3 separate regions of the Mus musculus genome follow, and regions 1 and 3 are each linked to region 2. A link is a contact called in public Hi-C and promoter capture Hi-C data. All regions are on one chromosome and are shown on one strand. Each heading gives the region's core, a stretch centred on a gene start, on an enhancer-like site or on the middle of the called end of the contact. The rest is flanking DNA. Distances are from core to core; before and after follow the strand shown.

What was found. Promoter capture Hi-C pulls out the DNA fragments that hold promoters and counts their contacts. Hi-C and Micro-C count contacts between places; a contact is called where the count stands out from the background.
Region 1: a contact with region 2 is called in a promoter capture Hi-C map of embryonic stem cells, with 2.6 times the contacts expected there. The contact joins the promoter of Hs3st6 here to the promoter of Chtf18 in region 2. A contact is called at or near these places in 2 of 39 promoter capture datasets (embryonic stem cells and hippocampal neurons), 2 of 115 datasets of contacts at active chromatin or transcription factors (large pre-B cells and pancreatic cancer cells) and 1 of 9 other capture datasets (liver).
Region 3: a contact with region 2 is called in a Hi-C map of B cells, with 7 read pairs. The contact joins the enhancer-like site here to the promoter of Chtf18 in region 2. A contact is called at or near these places in 7 of 39 promoter capture datasets (the 3T3-L1 cell line, the C10 cell line, HPC-7-derived erythroid cells and 3 more), 1 of 484 Hi-C or Micro-C datasets (B cells) and 2 of 9 other capture datasets (embryonic stem cells and pancreatic islet).

Annotation. Positions count from the first base shown.
Region 1 is chr17:24,751,577-24,754,708 of GRCm38.p6, reverse strand. It overlaps Hs3st6 (heparan sulfate (glucosamine) 3-O-sulfotransferase 6), which reads right to left and starts at 1,721. Exons shown (of 2, transcript NM_001012402.2): 1 at 1,211-1,721. The coding sequence starts at 1,623.
Region 2 is chr17:25,725,792-25,728,886 of GRCm38.p6, reverse strand. Chtf18 (CTF18, chromosome transmission fidelity factor 18) reads left to right here and starts at 1,472. Exons shown (of 22, transcript NM_145409.2): 1 at 1,472-1,640; 2 at 1,767-1,946; 3 at 2,039-2,186; 4 at 2,338-2,512; 5 at 2,915-3,007; 6 at 3,093-3,095. The coding sequence starts at 1,550. It overlaps Rpusd1 (RNA pseudouridylate synthase domain containing 1), which reads right to left and starts at 1,170. Exons shown (of 6, transcript NM_028009.4): 1 at 1,040-1,170; 2 at 496-684; 3 at 241-364; 4 at 1-61. The coding sequence starts at 677.
Region 3 is chr17:25,044,134-25,046,945 of GRCm38.p6, reverse strand. It overlaps Ift140 (intraflagellar transport 140), which reads right to left. Exons shown (of 30, transcript NM_134126.3): 13 at 1,770-1,897; 14 at 1,324-1,441. Among named protein-coding and RNA genes, the nearest start is that of Ift140, 29 kb to the right of the region's middle. Within about 2 kb of position 1,460, at least 42 of the 459 cell types and tissues checked have an H3K27ac peak or open chromatin away from gene starts, as enhancers often do. A contact at or near this core is called in B cells, where this site is marked.

The DNA.
Region 1 (3,132 bases), core at 472-2,971, 970 kb after region 2:
CATGGATCCTGAAGCTGTGCTGTGTCCTGAACGCTCCCTCCTCCCATGCTGAGAACATCAGTGTTCCCGAGAACCTCTCCTCGGGTAGTACTGACCCTTAGAGGTCTCGAGCTTGTTCTCTCCCAAACCCGTTAAGACCGGTCTTAGTGCAAAAGGCAGAGTTAGCAAACGGGAGTACAGAAGAACCCGGGAAACAGTCAGTGTGCCACCCGCACTGACTCTCCAGGTTATCATGGCTCAGCTCGGGCTTGCAGAAGAGGCAAGCCAATATAGCCCCATTTCCCTACATGAAGGAGCAGGGGGCCCTCGATGCCTGCAGGAGGCGGTGGGCGGAGCCTGTGGGTAGTCACACCAGAAGGGAGGAACCAGAATCTGACCATCCACCAGGACATACTGCTGTACCTGGGGTAGTGCTCCCCACATTCCACTGCTGCATCCCAAGTCCTCCTGTATGTAGAAAGGACAGCTACAGAAGGGTGTATTCCAGTCCCCACCCTTGGGCTAAACCAAAGAGCAGAGTCTCCCTCCTCAAAGCCCAGACCTAACTTTCTTCAGACTCCAGCAGCTATAGAGGGCTCCCTGATGCAGGGTGAGGGAGAGATTCTTAGGGGTGGAAAGGCACTTTCTAGAACACTTCTGGAAACCTGGAGGCCCTTCCAAAATATACTTGACTAGTGGTCAGATAATTACCAGTACTTACCCAGAGTTATAGCAGGGAATGGACAGACACGAAGGGATGATAAAGTGACTGAGCTCCAAGTATCTCTAAGGCTGCCAAGTAGCTCCACCGGGATTATATTGATATAAACCATAATAATATATGGATATATATTAGTAGCTTAGTGGTAGAATACTCGTTTAGTACATTTGAGGCTTCAGGTTCAATTCCCTGACCCTCTAAAAAGGAAAGTCTACCTGCCCAGTTATCTCACTCGCTTGAAACTACTTTCAAGATAGGATCATGCCTCGCTGAGTCCCTTGGCCACCCAACAGGAGAACAGAGTTTTCTCTGAGATTTTCTAATTCCTGCGACCCTTGGCTATAGATGGCCTCTCCTTCGAGGGTCGCTGTGCCCAGGAAATCAAGGCTATTTCCCTAACAGGCTTGTTTTAGACCCAGTGCCCAGGATTCTACCCTACTCATCCTGGGTTCTAAGAAAGCACAGTCCAAGGCACACACCGACGAGGCGCGGACCAGCAGGGACGCTCACCGGTACCAGGCGAGGCCGCGATCATAGCACCTGTCGAAGAAGTGGGGTTCAGAGCCAAGTGCACGGACGTCGGGGTGCAACCGCAGGAACTCCAGCAATGCGCGCGTGCCGCCTTTCTTCACACCCACAATGAGCGCCTGAGGAAAGCGCCGGCGCCCCGGGCCGCTGGCCACCGGCAGGCCGGGTGCTCTCAGACGGAGGGAGGTGTGGGGCGGCTCGGCGGGTGCAGGAACCGGAGCAGGGGCGCGGGCGGCAGGTGGACAGCGGCCGGGGAGGGCGAAGAGGCAGTAGGCGCTTAGCAACAGAACTACGAGCGCCAGCGGAGCACGGAGAGCACGCAGTGCAGTCCCCTGGCCCGTCCCCGCACCCTGGAGGTCACCGGCCCCGCCGCCCAGGCCACCGCTACCTGCCATGGGGTCGCTTCGCGCTCAGGCTCGGGAGCGGGAACCGCAGACAGGTGCGCATCCCGGCTATAGTGCGTCGCCCGCTCAACCCCAGGGCGCCCGGCTTCTGGGTTGAGCTCCGCAGCCTCGCAACCCTGGAGCCGGAGAGGGGCGGGGCGGGGCGGGGCGGGGCGGGGCGGGGCGGGGCGGGGCCGAGACGCCCCTCCCCAGCCCTCGCCTGGGACTAGCGACTCCAGCTAACTTCCAGAGCGACCAGGAGCTATCCCAGCTACCCCAACACTCCTCCTGAGCTGGTCTCCGGTTCGCTTGGCTCCAAAGTCTTCGCTCTTACACTACGGGAATGCGTGGCGCGGAGGGACACAAGACTGGGCGAGTGGGAATCCCCGTTCTGTCCTTTAAAAGTCTATCTCTGCCCCTTTGGACCAGGGCGACAGGTGTGCGGCCTCAGCCCCTGTTTCCCGGAGCCAGGGCCTCATCACCGGAGGACACCGTGTCCAGGAATCGCCTGTGCAGGAAGGATGGAGCCAGGCATACATCCGGCGCGGAAAGGGTCCCCATGCATCTTTGAGCCTGTGACAGGAATGCTTGTTGCATTACTTGCCAACAGTCCACCTAGCCATTCATTAGGGTGGGAGCCCTGCCCTGTGGAGAGAGCTTGTCCGATAGTCGGGCCACCATTTTAAAGTCCTTGTATCAAATAGAGCTGGCCTCCCCAAGATGTCAGTGATCCCTTCGGGAAATTGCAAAGCGGTGACACGCCCCCTCGCCCCCCAGGAGTGAAAAGGCCTGTACTAGGAGGCAGGGGAGGCATCTGGGTTCTGTCTGTGGAGCTTCCTCTGAGCATAGTGAGATTCCCGGGGCCCTCACATGTGTGAAACCTACCAGACACTGCAGAAACTTCTCACCCACCCACCCACCCCCACCCCACCCACCCACCCCCACCCCACCCCCGCGCCTCCATGTCCTGTTCCTGGCTCACCGAGTCTACAAAGCTGCTTACTAGGAATGCAGAGGAGGAAAGACTCCATCCAGGATGCCGAATAAGTTGCCCTGACCAGGGAAAAGGTAACGGCGCCTCTTCTTTCTGCCTCTGTCCGACTTTCCTGGCTGCCCAGTCTAGTCCCTGCCCCAGTACCCTTACTCAGCCTCTGCCCTCGGCTCTGTTTATTAATCAGCAGTCCGTGGGTCTCATGGCATCTGAACAAGTCTCACACTGCAGGCTGCCTCTGAGGGACAGAAAACTCCAATGACCCACAGACATTTAGTTCCCACCCTGAGGGCAGCTAGGTACAAGGGGGACATGCACCACCCAAAACTAGTCCCAGACACCAGAGCTACATTTGCTTGTCAGGGCAAGCTGGTGCCAGCAGCCCTGTGGGCGGGTTTTTAGTCCAGCACTGTCTGGGAAGCATGTTAGTACATGTAGGGACCTAGGAAGTTCTTCTTCGGATCTAGCTGTAAATGGGATTTGTTGAAGACAAGCTGGTTCTCCTCTGAGCACTCCCAGGGAGGTCCCAT
Region 2 (3,095 bases), core at 223-2,722:
TGCTATTCCTGCCAATGGCATAGTTGATCGTCACTTGGCTTTCCTGGACATGGCCTCGGACCTGTCGAGCAAGGACATCACATGCAGCTCACTGGGCCACACTGTCATCTCTGAGAGGAATGTGGCTGAGCTCTAGATAGGCACATAAGCCTGGCACGGAGCTTCAGTTGAGAGGCCTGCTGGAGTAGGCTGTGAGCCTTGGGTCTCCACACAGCATCCCAGGAACTGGCCAGGACTTACCAGTGCCAGGTAGGCTTTGGTGACTCGCCGTTCCTTGAAGCATTTATAAGCACTGCCCGCAGCTGCCTTATTCAGGGCTACGCACAGTGCCCCACTGGTGGAGAAGTCCAGCTGGTGGCAGAACCTGGGAACGGGCAGAAGAGCAGCAGTGGCTGGACCCTGTGGTGCTCTGGTTAGCACCTTTGTGGCAGAGTCCAGTGTCCCAGCATCCTTTGGAAGGATGCTGCAGTGGGGCTCTCCATGTTGGCTGTGTACCTGAACCCATAGCAGGTGTCAGGGTCAGCCAGCTCTGGGAAGTGGTGTCGGAGCTGCTTCTGTAGGGTCAGGGTCTCCCGCCAGGTCTTGCTATCAATGCGCAGGTCCCAGTGCTTGTTCACCACCAGGAAGTCGCTGCTCTGGTACACGATGGACAGATTTTCCATGCTGCCAGGCTCCATGGTGGGGCTGCACGCAGGTGGGAGTGAGCCTGGGGTAGGAGGGTGCCTGACCTGGTCTTCAAGTACTGTACACACTTACTGGGGCCAGAACCTGCTGGAACCCTTTATGTCTTCCACAAGGGCCCATGCCAGGGGTGTCAGCTCCGGAATGGGAGTCTGGCCAAGGTCAGGTGATTCTGACTTGCCATGGACTCAGGGTTAGGGAGCTCTCCCTGACTTGAAGTGGAATAAACAGCCTGGTTGTCCAGCTCACGCCTACACACTTCACGCTAGGTTATTGCCCAGGACCACCCAGGACTTCAAGCGCTCCCTAACTTGCCTCCCACCAGCCTGTGACCACAGGCAGACCCTTTAGGACTTACCTGCAACAGGGCCAAGGGACCAGGATGTCAATTCTCAGCTCTGCATCCAACCTCGCTTCCCTATACTAGGAACCAGGTCTTGGCCTGGCTGGCGCGCAGCTCCGCCTTTTCACCCTGCCCATTCCACTTTCCTAATGGATGGTCGTACTGGCCAATGGCATTCCGGGCCTGGAGCTCCGCCCACTGAAGAATGGTAAGGCCCTACCCGAATAGTCTGCGCACGCGCTTTTTTAGTCCCACCTATTTCCCCGCCTCCCCCACGGATTACTTACTGTACAGGCCAATAGAAAGCGTTCTTGATCCTCCACTCCAACCATTGAACTATTATTCCTCTCCTCCCGCCCTCTGGGAGTAAGACCCGCCCTTCCCCGCTGGCCAATGGCGGGCGCCTCTGGGAACGTCGGCTGTTGATTGGCGGTATTGGAGGCTCTCGGGGCGGGGTAGCGCGCGGTGGCGGCGGCGCGGGAAGTTCTGAGGGACTCTGAGCTGTGGGAGTTGTGGTCTGGCTCCATGGAAGACTACGAGGAAGATCTGTATGGTGTGGAGGATGATTTCCAAAACCAGTTCGCAGCTGAGCTCGAAGTGCTGGCTGAGCTGGAAGGTGGGCGCGGGTCCTGGGTCGTGGCTGCATCCTGCTGCAGCATGGAGAGCTGTGTGGATGGGATTGGTAACGGCTGGGAGTTCGCTTCTTAATGTGTGTTGCTGCTATCAACCTCTGTCTCAGCAGGAACACGGGACCAGGCTCCTCCTGGGACCCTCCAAACTCCAGCGAGCCGCCCTCCGCTAACCTTCGAAGAGGCCATCGCTGGTGGGGACACTGTCCCGCGTCCCTGCCCTGCAGGGTCGCCAGGAAATGTCAACCGCAATACTAGAAAGAATGTTCGTAGGGACCAGCCCGCGCCCTCCAGTATGTCCGATTGGGGACTGAGCACTTAAAGTCGGGGAATTCTGAGGATCAGTTTTCTATTCTTTCACCTCTTTCTGCCTCTGTCTCTGCAGGCCCCATGGTCAAACGACCCAGGTTGGACGTGGTGAAGAAGCTGAACTTTGAGCCAGATATGGAGGAGCTCTTATATCCAGATTCCCCTCCTGGGGACATTACCCCTCCACCGAGTCCAGAGGTCTTCCCTGAGATGTTGGATGCTGGGTGTGTTGCTTAAGGGCATGTAATTCTGACTTGGAAAGCTGCCTGTCCCTGCATGAGGCTCTGGAAGTGGATGTCTATGGGACGGCAAGAGGAGTGAGTGTGGGTCAAGCACCCCATTTGAGAGTGACAGGGAGCTGCTTGTCTCTCCTAGGTATTCAGATGCTAATGCTGACAAAGACCTCATGCAGACATTGCCAAGTCCCCGAAATCGCAATCCTGTCCTGAGACGGCCTCCTATCTTAGAAGATTATATCAATGTGACATCCACAAGTGGAGAACGGGCCTTTTTGGTGCTTCGGGCTGACCTCATAGGCCCTGGGGTGCAGGTGTGTGGCCATAGCATGGGGTTTGCCATGGTATTGGTTCTTTTATGTTGCCAATAGGCTCTCAGCAGGTTCTGAGGCCAGTTTCACCTATCTGAATTGCTAGAAACAGGCACGCCAGGTAGTCCAGTGTTGGAAACAGCAGTGCTACTTTTGAGGCTACGTGGCCTTAGAGTGCCGCCTTGTACCCCATATATTAGCTTTCTGTTTTTCTTTTCCTCTTCACCTTAAAGCTGACTTCCCTTGGACCAGGCCCATCTGAGGGCCATATCCATCCCCTCTCTAATTAGGAAAGGTCATTTCTGTCCCTCTGTCAGCCTTTTTTGGGGGGTGGGGAGAGAAGGGCACTGTGGATGCCTCCATGACCTGGGAGGGTTATAGAGATGATAAATCTGTCTTGCCCAGAACCCTCTTCTAGATGTCCACTGGCGAGGCTGTGGCCAACTGGACCTGCTGGGTGTCCCCTTCGCCTCCCTGAAGGAGCAAGTTGATAGCAAGGTAGGTTTAGTGGAGTGGGGAGTTTATGTGTTGAGTCTAGTGCTGGCTGGACTTGTCCTGACCTCAGCCTATCCTGTTTTTATAGAGA
Region 3 (2,812 bases), core at 211-2,710, 680 kb after region 2:
TCAGCTGCTCTAGGTTGTCTGGGCTCAACTGCTGCAGAGCTGTCCAGGGGATTCTGTCTGCCCTTACTGAGTGACTGACTACACATATGTCTATGTATGTCTGTGCAGCACATGTATGTCTGGTGCCCACAGAGGTCAGAAGAGGCTGTCAGATCCCCTGGCGTTTGAGTTAAGGATGATTGTGAACCAGTAGGTGGGTGCTGGAACAGAACCCAGGTCCTCTGCAACAAGTGGTCCTAACCTTTGAGTCATGGCTCCAGCCTCTGCACACAGGGTTTCTATGGGTCATGGATATTCTCTTATCACTGTCCCAGCTTCCCCTGCCCAGGTCTGGAGGACTCTCCACTATGGGTCTCACACTGCCGCCACTTTGTGTCCTTACTTTCTTTTGTATTACTTTATCAACTTCCACTTGTCCTCCCTGTTCCAGCCAAGCTGCCGTTAGGGTCAGGGTCAGTGGGACACCAAAGTACAAGTGACAATGACATTTTTGCTGTTGTCTTAGCATGCCTACCACTCCCTCCTCCATTCTCCTCCTCCTTTTTCTTCTTCTTCTTTTGTTTTTGGAGACAGGGTTTCATTTTTTTCTTTTTCTTTTTGGTTTTTCAAGACAGGGGTTTCTCTGTTTAGCCCTGGTTGTCCTGGAACTCACTCTGTAGACCAGGCTAGCCTCGAACTCAGAAACCTCTGCCTCCCAAGTGCTGGGATTAACGCTACCACTGCCCGGTGAGTGGTCTTGTCTTGTGATGTTGGCTAGGTGATGAAGAAGACAAGCAAGAAAAGGACAAAGAGCTCTCTAAAGAAGATACGGCTGATTCCGAAGAAAACCAAGAAGGGCAGGAAATATGGAAAGTGTGTGCAGGTGAGCACATACGAACAGAGTATGGATCAGGGGTGGTGGTGCACACCTTTAATCCCAGCACTCAGGAGGCAAGGGCAGGCAGATCTCCAAGTTTGAGGCCGGCTTGGTCTACAAAGTGAGTTCCAGTACAGCCAGGGCTACACAGACAAACCTTGTCTTGAATCAACAACAATCCTCCCTGTCTTCCACCCCTCACACCCCAAACACACACACAAAAGAACAGACTGTGTGTGTGTCCCAAGATGGAAGCAGGCAGGAGAGAGCTGATATAAGGCAGAAACTGAGGAAGGATCTGAAGCAAGGAGGGGCTAGAGAGAAGGTTAGACATAAAGACCTAAAAGACTTGAGGAGACAGAATAAACAGCTATGTCTGTCAGGTCCTGCCAGGGCCCAGAGGCACAGCCCGTATCCTCGGAGGTCCTTCATATGGATCAGAAGGCCGGCAGGGATGTTGGCCTTACCTTGCTAAGGAGGATGCTGATCTTGTTCCCATTTGCATTGCATCTCAGAGAAGTGATGCTCCCCACATCAGGGACCAGCTGGGCCAGGTTCTTGCAGCTGCAGTGCACTTTTGCTTCCCTGTGTGAGGACAGGAGGAGGAAGAATGACATCAGCGTCCTCTTGGCACCTTCCTGCTGGTCACAGAAATGAGCTTCTCTGACTGCTGAGACCCTGGACTGTAGAGTGTTCTGTTCAGCTCACCTCTTCTCACCTGTGTACTTAACCCCCTAGTCCAGGGAAAAGGAGGTTCATCTTAGAACCAATAAAAGGTCTCTTCTAATTTACAAAAAAAAAAAAAAGGTGTCATGTGAGATAAGACATTGTTCCAATTTCCTGTCTACTAAATTGCCCCATAACTTAAAAAATGAAACAGCATTTAATACTTGAGTGTGGAAGGAAACTGTACCTTCTGGAAAGATCAAAACTTTTAAAATGAGCTAAATCTGTCCCTGCAACCAGGAAAGTCCCACAGACGTCCAGGAAGCAGGGGCTCCCCTCGGTCTCAGAGAATAGCAGAAGTTGTTTGACAGTCCCCTGGGGAAAGAAGAACAAGTTAGCCATGCTCGTCTGTGGTGCAGTGCCCCCTTTCTCTCCGGAACAACATTCACGCGAACAGTAGTGATTGCTGAGGGGCTGGCATGCATTAGACCAGGGCTGGATCCATAGGAAGACAGGTCTCCCTTCTGCACAGTCTCGGTGACATAGGCCTCGGGGCAAGGATCAAAGATGCACAGGTCCCTCAGCTAAGAAGTGCTCTGTGGTCACACACACATGGCGGACTGTAGCAAGGTACACAGATGGCGACCTCCGTCCCTGTGAGTTGGTCTAGGTGGGCAATGATATTCTTCATGTGGCTGATGTTAGGTGCATGGCCTTCTGGGTAGTGAGATGGGAGAGTACCTCTGCCAGGATGGTTGTCACATCCTGGACATATGCCACTCGTGGAAGACAATCCACACTTATAACACAGTCATATGTCCTGTATTTTACATCTCAATAAAATGCCTAAGGAATTAATGTCTCTTCTAGGGGCTTAAAAATGAGGTGAACCAGGAAGAAGCCAGCTATCGGAGAGCCCAGAAAAGGAGAGAACACGCACTGAGCAGTTAAATGACTCTGTATCTGGATCTTTGAGTCTGGTAGTCAGCAATGAGCGGTGGAGCGTTGTACTGAGGGTGGGCAGATGGAGCAGAAGCAGTATGGGTACATTACTGCAGGGAAGAAGGCAGTCTCCAGGTCAAGCTTACCTATACCTGTTCTGTTTCCACAGCTTCCACTTCTCAGCTACCACACACACTTAGCCGGGACTCAGGATGTGGGAGGAGCCTACTTCTCTCTCCCCCTCACTGTCAGAAGCGGCCCTCCAGCCTTTCCTGATTAAACCTCCCAGGCTTTTCCCATCCTCCACCAACTCCCTGACATTCTCACTACACAACCACACAAGTTCTA